Linked DNA regions of Mus musculus: all the other regions are linked to region 3. The links are chromatin contacts, called in public HiChIP or PLAC-seq maps. All regions are on one chromosome and are shown on one strand. Each heading gives the region's core, a stretch centred on a gene start, on an enhancer-like site or on the middle of the called end of the contact. The rest is flanking DNA. Distances are from core to core; before and after follow the strand shown. Region 1 has its middle 230 kb from the start of Gm39256. Region 2 overlaps Wwox (WW domain-containing oxidoreductase). Region 3 has its middle 26 kb from the start of Dynlrb2.

Region 1 (2,843 bases), core at 64-2,563, 1.1 Mb after region 3:
CACCCACCCAAATCATAAAGGTTCCAAGCTGGCCAGTATTATTGCATAGAAAACCCCTCTGAGTTGGAAATGTGCAGGGCATAGAATGCTCAGTGATGTTGGGTACAGATCTGGGAGAACTCCAAGAGCCAAAGGATTGTAGGGGGCCCAGGCAAGGGACTATCTCTTCATGTGATCTCTCTGGGCTTCTAGCTTGGGTTTCCTTACAGCATGGTGGCCTAGGAGTCTACATGTGGTGGCTCTGTGAGGGAAAAGAAAAAAAAAAACCTGCCCCAAATGACAGAATTGACATAATGTCACTTTAACTGCCCAGTGTCAAATCATCTGCGAAACCTGGACCCACTTCATATTTTAAATTATTTTAATTTATGAGTTGGGGGAGGTTAATACGTGAGTGCAGGTGCCCTTGGAGTCCAGAAGAGGGTTTTGGATCCCCTGGAGTTCCTGGTGTTTGTGAGCTTCCAGTGTAGGTTTTCTGAAAGAGGAGTGCACACACCTAGCTACTGAGCCATCTCTTTAACCCCTGAGCCCATTTCTTGATGTCAGAAATGTCAAAGAAACCTTGGCCCTCTTTAATCTATTATGATGCTTTGTTTTTGAGAAAATCCACCACCCATCCCCCTCCAGTCTCCGGGATTTTTCTTCTCTGCTTAGTGCTAGGAATTGATTGGGTAGAGAAAGCAATCTTCTCCTGGAAGACAAGAGTCAGCTCCTTAAGTAAAGGAGCCGGAACTCATCGGATATGCTAGTTAGAACATAGCAGATTTTAGAGAAAGAGGCACCCTGGGTAGAAGGGCTAGCCAGCAGCATTGAAGAGGAGTTTGTCAAACTCTGACTTGTCTTTAGCCACTGCCTGGCATAGAGAACCTAACCCATAAGAACTTTTCACAAGGAGACAGACCAGTGTGAGTGTGAGTGTGAGTGTGTGTGTGTGTGTGTGTGTGTGTGTGTGTGTGTGTGTGTATGTATGTATGTATGTATGTATGTACAAAGAATTCAGTGTTTAACTGAATTATGCTTCTTCCACATAGGAACTCTTCCGAGTGATTTGGAATACAGAGAAACTGCAAACTGATGTCTTGTTCCTGCCTGGGTAGATGCACCCACCTTCATTATCTATAGGTCACAGGAGGACTCTGGGGAATGAGGGATGGAGAGATAGCCCTGGGCCTCATGCCACCATCCTCACAATAGAACAAGGTCTTCCCTGCCAGCTGCCGGTCCTCACATCAGCTGTGTCTACCCAGGCCCTGCCTCCCCGGGAAGGGACTGGTATGCAGAGTTGAACCCCTCTCAAGGCCGAGGGCCCGGGAGGGCTTCCTCTTTGCCTGCTGTAGAACAGCAGCTGGGCCCCAGAGCATGGCAGGTGTCTAACAGCCCTCGGCAATCCTGCAAAACAGGAAGTGAGAGAGAACACCATATCCAATTGAAACTGCAGTGGACTGTGGGCTGCAATGCTTAATTAACCACCCTTAGTCATTGCACAGATCTCTGTTGTTGCAGGAGAGGGGGGAGGGGGCCAGAGCACACGGAGGACAACAAAGCCGTTTCTGGAATGTGTTTGTGCTTCACTCCCTGGTCCTGTTCACTTATCCTGGATCCTGCTGACAAAAATGCAAGGTGATCACTCTCAGGTCAGGTTCTACACCCAACTCAAGCTTAGATTTGTGCCATCGTCTTTGCACTTTACGATGTGTATTGAGTAAGAATACATTACAGACATTTATTTCTTTTATTTTTAAACAGCTTTTTACATTTATCTATCTATCTATCTATCTATCTATCTATTTATCTATCTATCTATCTATTGTTGGTTGGGGGAATGCCAACCCATGCACGTGGAAGCCAGCAGATGACAACTTGCAGAAGACTGTCTGGGTCTCCAGGATTGAGCTGTCACTGTGATTGCTGGCAAGTGAGAATGTGTTTGTGGGTAGCTCTGAGCATCACTTGACTCCTTGGGATACTCCAGCACATCTGTGCAGGATCACTCTTTCCCCTACATGGGCTATCCCCTGTTCAGGAGGATGTGGATCTGTTAGACTGGGTGTGAGGAGTATCTGAGGAATGGGATTGTATGTTTGAAAGAACAAAAGGGTAGTTACTAAGCAGCTGACACTGAGCTTCATGCTATGACAGGCTTGCTACTGGATGATAGGGGCATGCATCTTAGAAATGAGATAACTTGGGTTTCTCCCTTCAGCAAACATTGTCAAGTGGCTTCTCCGCAGACTTGCATCTAAACTTGTCTTGACTGTTGACTTGGAAAGACATTTGGGTTATTCTTGGAGGACTATAAAACCCAGGGAGATGTGAGTGTATTAAAACCTGCTAAGGAGTGCCCTCTGGCTGGTACAGTGCAGATTCTTTACAATAACTATCCTCTCGACGACCTTTCCAAGTAGGAATTGCCATTCACTTTCAGAGTCGACGAGCTCAAGTCACTGGTATGTGGCAGAACCAGGAATTGAAGACACACTGCCAACCTTTACAGATTCTACAAAGTCCATAAATATCAGGATGGGGAAGGATCTCTTTTGTGGGGCTGATGAGCAACAAGAAATAATTAACTGTCCCATCAAATGGGCCAGAGGCTTACCCAGTGAGTCTCAGAATGGCTCCTGAAAAGACTGCAAATGCAGATCCACACGCACATGGCGGCAAATTTTGCAGTCACTGTTGCTTCTTGCACCCTCCCAAGGCCACCACGTGCTGGGATTTGAACTCAGGACCTCTGGAAGAGCAGTCAGTTTCCTTAACCACTGAGCCATCTCTCCAGCCCTGCAATAAGCTTCTTAAGACAGCAATGTCCATGTCTCACCCCCAAGACATTCAGAGTCAGT
Region 2 (2,700 bases), core at 15-2,514, 1.2 Mb after region 3:
GGCACCACTGAGTCAGGCACTAGAAGGTACCTTTCAGGTACTCCTTTGCAAAGGTCAAACATTTCCAGATTGTGCTATGACCTTTTGCCGGGTCATCTCAGGTTCCAGAAGCCAAGATCCTAGATTCCCACAACTCCTGATGTCTTCCCTCATGAAGATAGACCTACAGTGGGGAACAAAGAACTGTGCTCCTGAACCTATGGAAGAGCACAAATGTGATTCCAGACAGAAGCCTACTACTGAGGCCACAGTGAGCGTACAAATCAGTGTGTGCCTGAAAGCAGGAGATGAGGGGTTGAATGGGATTCGACGAGTTCTGCCATTGTTTTGTTATAGTGGGAGAAAATTCAAGTTCGAGGGCAGCATATTACAGAAATGATAAGCTGACATTTGGCACAACCAAATAAGACCTTAGGGAGCTCTTAGTGTATAACTGGGAACAATCCACAGCCCGTTCAAGACTTTCAGAGCAAGCAGTGGCCAGGACTCCTGAATCCTGAGGTCCACTGATGCACACGCCCCAGAACTTTGGTACTTGGTGGCTCCCTGCTCCACTATACTCTGCCTCTGCCTCTGTTTGCAGCAACTTCCCACAGAAAAGGTTCCTTCGCACAGCCTCTAGAGTGAGCTTCTAGTTTTTAGCACAGACTTCTGAATGGTTGAGAGCACTTCTCATTCCCAGACATGATTTTTTTATTTGTTTTCTCCTTTCCCAACTAAAAGAAAGTGCATTCCCCAAACCTCCACCCTGCCTCAAGGGTTTTGTCTAGCTGTTCCTTACTGAATATGATCTTGAATAAACACATATTAATGATCGAAGGGATGGGTGGGTGGATGGATGGATGATAGATGGATGGATGGATGGATGGATGGATGGATGGATGATGGATGGATGGATGGATGGTTGGGCTAGATGACCATGAACTGTGGTGTATGCCTCTAGACACCTGTGTACTATTTTATAGCAGAGAGAGAGAGAGAGAGAGAGAGAGAGAGAGAGAGAGAGAGGGAGGAATGTGTAAGGACAGCCTCCCATGAGGCTAGACTCATACCCTGACCCTGGCCCACTCAGACCCACCAAGTTAAGAAATAGCTCTTGATGTGCCTTCCAGTAACATTAATTGTTGGTCATAAAACTTCAAAGCAACAGATATTTATAGCTTGATTAGAGCCCTCTTTTTCCACAGACCCTCACCACAGCACTTTCCAGCTCAGTTCCCATGAGTGTACTGAAAACAGCCTCCTGCCCACTTCCTGTCGAAGCCAGTTCCTTAACCGCCCAGGTCCTGAGGCTGGCTGCCCCCTCCCTTTTGTTCCAGCGTGCAGTCTTTCGGTTTCTCTTGGGTTTTCTCGGTTGGTTTCTTACTTTTTTTAAAAATTTCTTCACTCCTTTTCTCAGGCACCCAGATCCCCTGCTGAACCACCCCCAGAGTCGGCATGTCAACAGGGGCCATCCAGTGAGTGCACGATGGTGCCCTTCTCAAAACAGCCTTCCAGGGGAAAACATGCTTTTTCTGTGAAGTTTCTCAGGGTCCTCCAGACTAAAATGGATAATGGGTTCACTCTTCCTGGAAGCTTGAGAGACCGGAAAAATACTGAGCTAGTGCGACAATTCAAAGATCCTAGCCAGAGGCAACCCCTAGTTTGAGTATAGAAAGGTGGAGTCCTACCATCGAGTGAGTGTGCTTGTGTGCCCTACCTTGCGTGTGTGTGAACTTCCAATGTCATTCTTTAGGCACTCATATATTCATGCTGTTTGGGAGTTTATTTTGTTGGGGGTGGGAGTGGGGGCTTTGTTTTGAGGCTGGGTCTCTCACTGAGTCCTGGGGCTCTTCAATTCTTCTATGCTAACCCACAAGCTCCAAGGATCCATTGGCCTCCACCTCCTCAACTTGGGACCATAAGCATCTGTCACCATCCCTGGCATTTTTTTTAAAAGCATGGGTCCTGAGATCAAATGCAGGTCTCCATGCTTACAAGGCATACTCTACAGATAGGGAAAGGGTCAGAAGCTAGAGAGATGGCTGGCTCAGAAGTTAAAAGTGCACACTGCTCTTGCAGAGGACCTGAGTTCGGCTCCCAGCAGCCACTGCAGGCAGCTCACAACCACCTGTAACTCCAGCTCCGGGAGTTCCATTGTCTCTGGCCTCTGAGAACACCTGTGCACACGTGCCTATCTCCCATAGGCATACATGTTGTTAGAAATAAAACAATTTAAGGTTAATAAGTCTGCTAGGCAGCTAGAACATGACAGAGACATCTCCTGTCTTCACCTTCCAGATGACTTCCTGAAAACGCGATTTTTGTGTGCACCTTGTACATTGAATTTTAGAAGGGTATGGGGGTGCCAAGCTAATTGGACTTGATCCCCTGGCTGATAGTGGTTATGTTCAGGATATGTTGAGTTCATCATGCTCGCTCCCCAAGTTTAGCATTAGGAAGAAAAGTAAACTGAAAAGCTACACAACACAGGGTCTCCTTTGAAGGGGGAAGGTAAACTGTGTGCCCATTCAGCTTTAAAAGGGAGCCTCATGGGCCTTCATTGCTGTCACTGTTCATTGGGGGGATTGTGGTGAATTCTCTTTGAATGTTGGGAGTTCAGCAGAGGGTAATCTCAGCAGCCCACAAGAGATACTAATTGTGGTGATTAATAAGTATTGTGTGGTTCTAAACATGGGCCACATGTTAGAGAAGTGATAT
Region 3 (2,700 bases), core at 184-2,683:
TTCCCTACTCCACTGCTCACCACCCACCCACTCCCTGCCCTGGCATTCCTCTACACTGGGGCATCTAGCCTCCTCCCGTTGATGTCTGTCAAGGCCATCCTCTGCTACATATGTGGCTGGAGCCATGGGTCCCTCCATGTGTACTTTTTGGTTGGTGGTTTAGTCCCTGGTAACTCTGGAGATACTGGTTAGTTCATATTATTGTTCCTCCTATGGGGCTGCAAACTCCTTCAGCTCCTCAGGTCCTTTCTCTAGCTCCTCCATTGGGGACCCTGTGCTCAGTCCAATGGTTGGCTGAGAACATCCACCTCTATAGTTGTCAGGCACTGGCAGAGCCTCTCAGGAGACAGCTATATCAGGCTCCTGTCAGCAAGCACTTGTTGGCATCCACAATAGTGTCTGGGTTTGGTAACTGCATATGGGATGGATCCCAGGGAAATGCAGATCGAAACAACCCTGAGATTCCACCTCACACCAGTCAGAATGGCTAAGATAAAAAAGTCAGGTAATAGCAGATGCTGGTGAGGATATGGAGAAAGAGGAACACTCCTCCATTGTTGGTGGGACTGCAAGCTGGTACAACCACTCTTGAAGTCAGTTCTGTGGTTCCTCAGAAAATTGGACATGGTACTACCGGAGGACCCAGCTGTACCCAGAAGGTGTTCCAACATGTAATAAGGACACATGCTCCACTATGTTCATAGCAGCCTTATTTATAATAACCAAAAGCTGGAAAGAAGCCAGATGTCCCTCAACAGAGGAATGGATACAGAAAATATGGTACATTCACACAATGGAGTACTACGCAACTATTAAAAACAATGACTTCATGAAATTCTTAAGCAAATGGATGGATCTGGAAGATATTAACCTGAGTGAGGTAACCCAACCACAAAAGAACACACATGGTATGCACTCACTGATAAGTGGATATTATCTCAGAATCTTAGAATACCCAAGATCATTTTTTTAAAAAAATTATGTTTATGACAGCCTGCTTATAGGATTGTATCCATGGTGCAGTACTCACAGGGGCCAAAAGGGGGCAGTGAATCCCCTGTAGTTGATGGCCCTGATGTGTGTGCTGGGCACTGAACATAGGTCTTGCAGAAAAACAGGAAGTGTGCCTCAGTCCTGAACCATCTCTCTAGTTCATGAGCCTGGCTTCTAAGTGGGGATTGAACTGGGGTTCTCATGCTGGTGTGATAGGCACTTGACTGCATGAATCCCTCTTAGATGATTTTCAAAGCATCCTGGGTAAATATCCTGGTGGCCAACCGGTTCTTCTTCATTGTGCGAGAGAGGCCAGGCAACTGGATGGAGAATGCACCATCAAAGAGCAAGCAGTTCTTTTCCTTGGAAGAGGAGGCACCTTGGGAGGGCATCTTTTTGTTTTAAGGTGGTGGCCATCGTACTCCAGCCTGGAAGCTCTAGAATGGTGCGGTTATGGAAGTGCACAGCCCACACTCTCCGTTTGCACAAACGTCTGTGTCCATGGAGTAGAGATGTATGATCGCAGAGGACTTTTTGGTGGTTGTGGTTCTTGCTTTATCTAGACCTCTCATCCCTAAATCTTGAACAAAGATTCATGGTTGTCAAAAATCCTAACCTTCCTTGAGCCTAGGAAAAAGAACCGCAACATTAATTTAAGAACAAATAGATGGGGCATGCCCATTGTTGCATAAATGGGAAATACGACGAAACTAAGAGAGAAGACAGGAAACCAGAAAGTTCCCCAAGAGATAGGGTGTGGCCATCTGTCGATCAGCTGGACTGGGAAATGCCAGGCGTCCCACAGGAAACCTGGTCTCACCGGAAGCTGATGCTGGCCTCGTGGTTCACTGGCAGCTCTGTGTTTATCTAAAAAATCTAAGCTCAGGCTGCCTTTTATGATCATACACGAGGTGGTGTTGCATGCTGAGCTTTGAGAAGAACTGGATTTTCAGTGGTGTTTTCACCCTTGGGACTAGGTGCTGAGAGCTCCGTGCTGTGTATTAATGAGAACTTTCATGCCTTGCTTTGGGTGGTATTGGAATTTGTGTGTGTGTGTGTGTGTGTGTGTGTGTGTGTGTGTGTGTGTTAGATGAGCTACAGCCAATGTGTACTCCGTTATTTATCACTTCCCACCTGAGACCTAGGCTGAAGTGAAGGAATCCAAATATCCACCTTTACCAACTCACTGTTTTTGCTTCTGCTCACCAAGTCCCCTGGCACTCACTAAGGGTTCCAGGATTCTTTCTAAGAGACATTTTGGAAGTGAAATTAGGCTAAAATTCCTACTTTAAATGATCAGCTCCATGTATTATGGACCTGGAGATCTCAGAGTACATACCTTGCTTCACAAACACAGTGGCTATTTATATGAGTACACTGTTGCTGTCTTCAGACACACCAGAAGAGGGCATCGGACCCCATTACAGATGGTTGTGAGCCATCATGTGGTTGCTGGGAATTGAACTCCGGACCTCTGGAGAGCAGTCAGTGCTCTTAACCACTGAGCCATCTCTCCAGTCCAGGCAAACTCTTATGACTCTTCAAAACCATACCCAACTGCCACTCCCTTGTTTGTCCCCCCGAACTTCCCAATAAATCTACCCACATCTCTGTCCTGCCATTGTCCCTTCAATGGATCTCTGTAAATGCATTCTCAATGGGCTGTTGTCAGGGGGTCAAAAAGATTGGCCAAGGGGGAGATAAAAA

What was found. HiChIP or PLAC-seq counts read pairs in DNA pulled down with a chosen protein or histone mark.
Region 1: an SMC1A HiChIP or PLAC-seq map of large pre-B cells shows a contact between it and region 3, with 6 times the contacts expected there. The contact joins two enhancer-like sites. A contact is called at or near these places in 1 of 15 datasets of contacts at CTCF or cohesin (large pre-B cells) and 2 of 115 datasets of contacts at active chromatin or transcription factors (astrocytes and large pre-B cells).
Region 2: an H3K27ac HiChIP or PLAC-seq map of large pre-B cells shows a contact between it and region 3, with 6 times the contacts expected there. The contact joins two enhancer-like sites. A contact is called at or near these places in 1 of 15 datasets of contacts at CTCF or cohesin (large pre-B cells) and 3 of 115 datasets of contacts at active chromatin or transcription factors (astrocytes, embryonic stem cells and large pre-B cells).

Annotation. Positions count from the first base shown.
Region 1 is chr8:115,412,836-115,415,678 of GRCm38.p6, reverse strand. No RefSeq gene overlaps it. Among named protein-coding and RNA genes, the nearest start is that of Gm39256, 230 kb to the left of the region's middle. Within about 2 kb of position 1,313, at least 95 of the 459 cell types and tissues checked have an H3K27ac peak or open chromatin away from gene starts, as enhancers often do.
Region 2 is chr8:115,232,830-115,235,529 of GRCm38.p6, reverse strand. The region is part of intron 8 of Wwox (WW domain-containing oxidoreductase); the gene reads right to left. Among named protein-coding and RNA genes, the nearest start is that of Gm39257, 270 kb to the right of the region's middle. Within about 2 kb of position 1,264, at least 74 of the 459 cell types and tissues checked have an H3K27ac peak or open chromatin away from gene starts, as enhancers often do.
Region 3 is chr8:116,477,239-116,479,938 of GRCm38.p6, reverse strand. No RefSeq gene overlaps it. Among named protein-coding and RNA genes, the nearest start is that of Dynlrb2, 26 kb to the left of the region's middle. Within about 2 kb of position 1,433, at least 21 of the 459 cell types and tissues checked have an H3K27ac peak or open chromatin away from gene starts, as enhancers often do.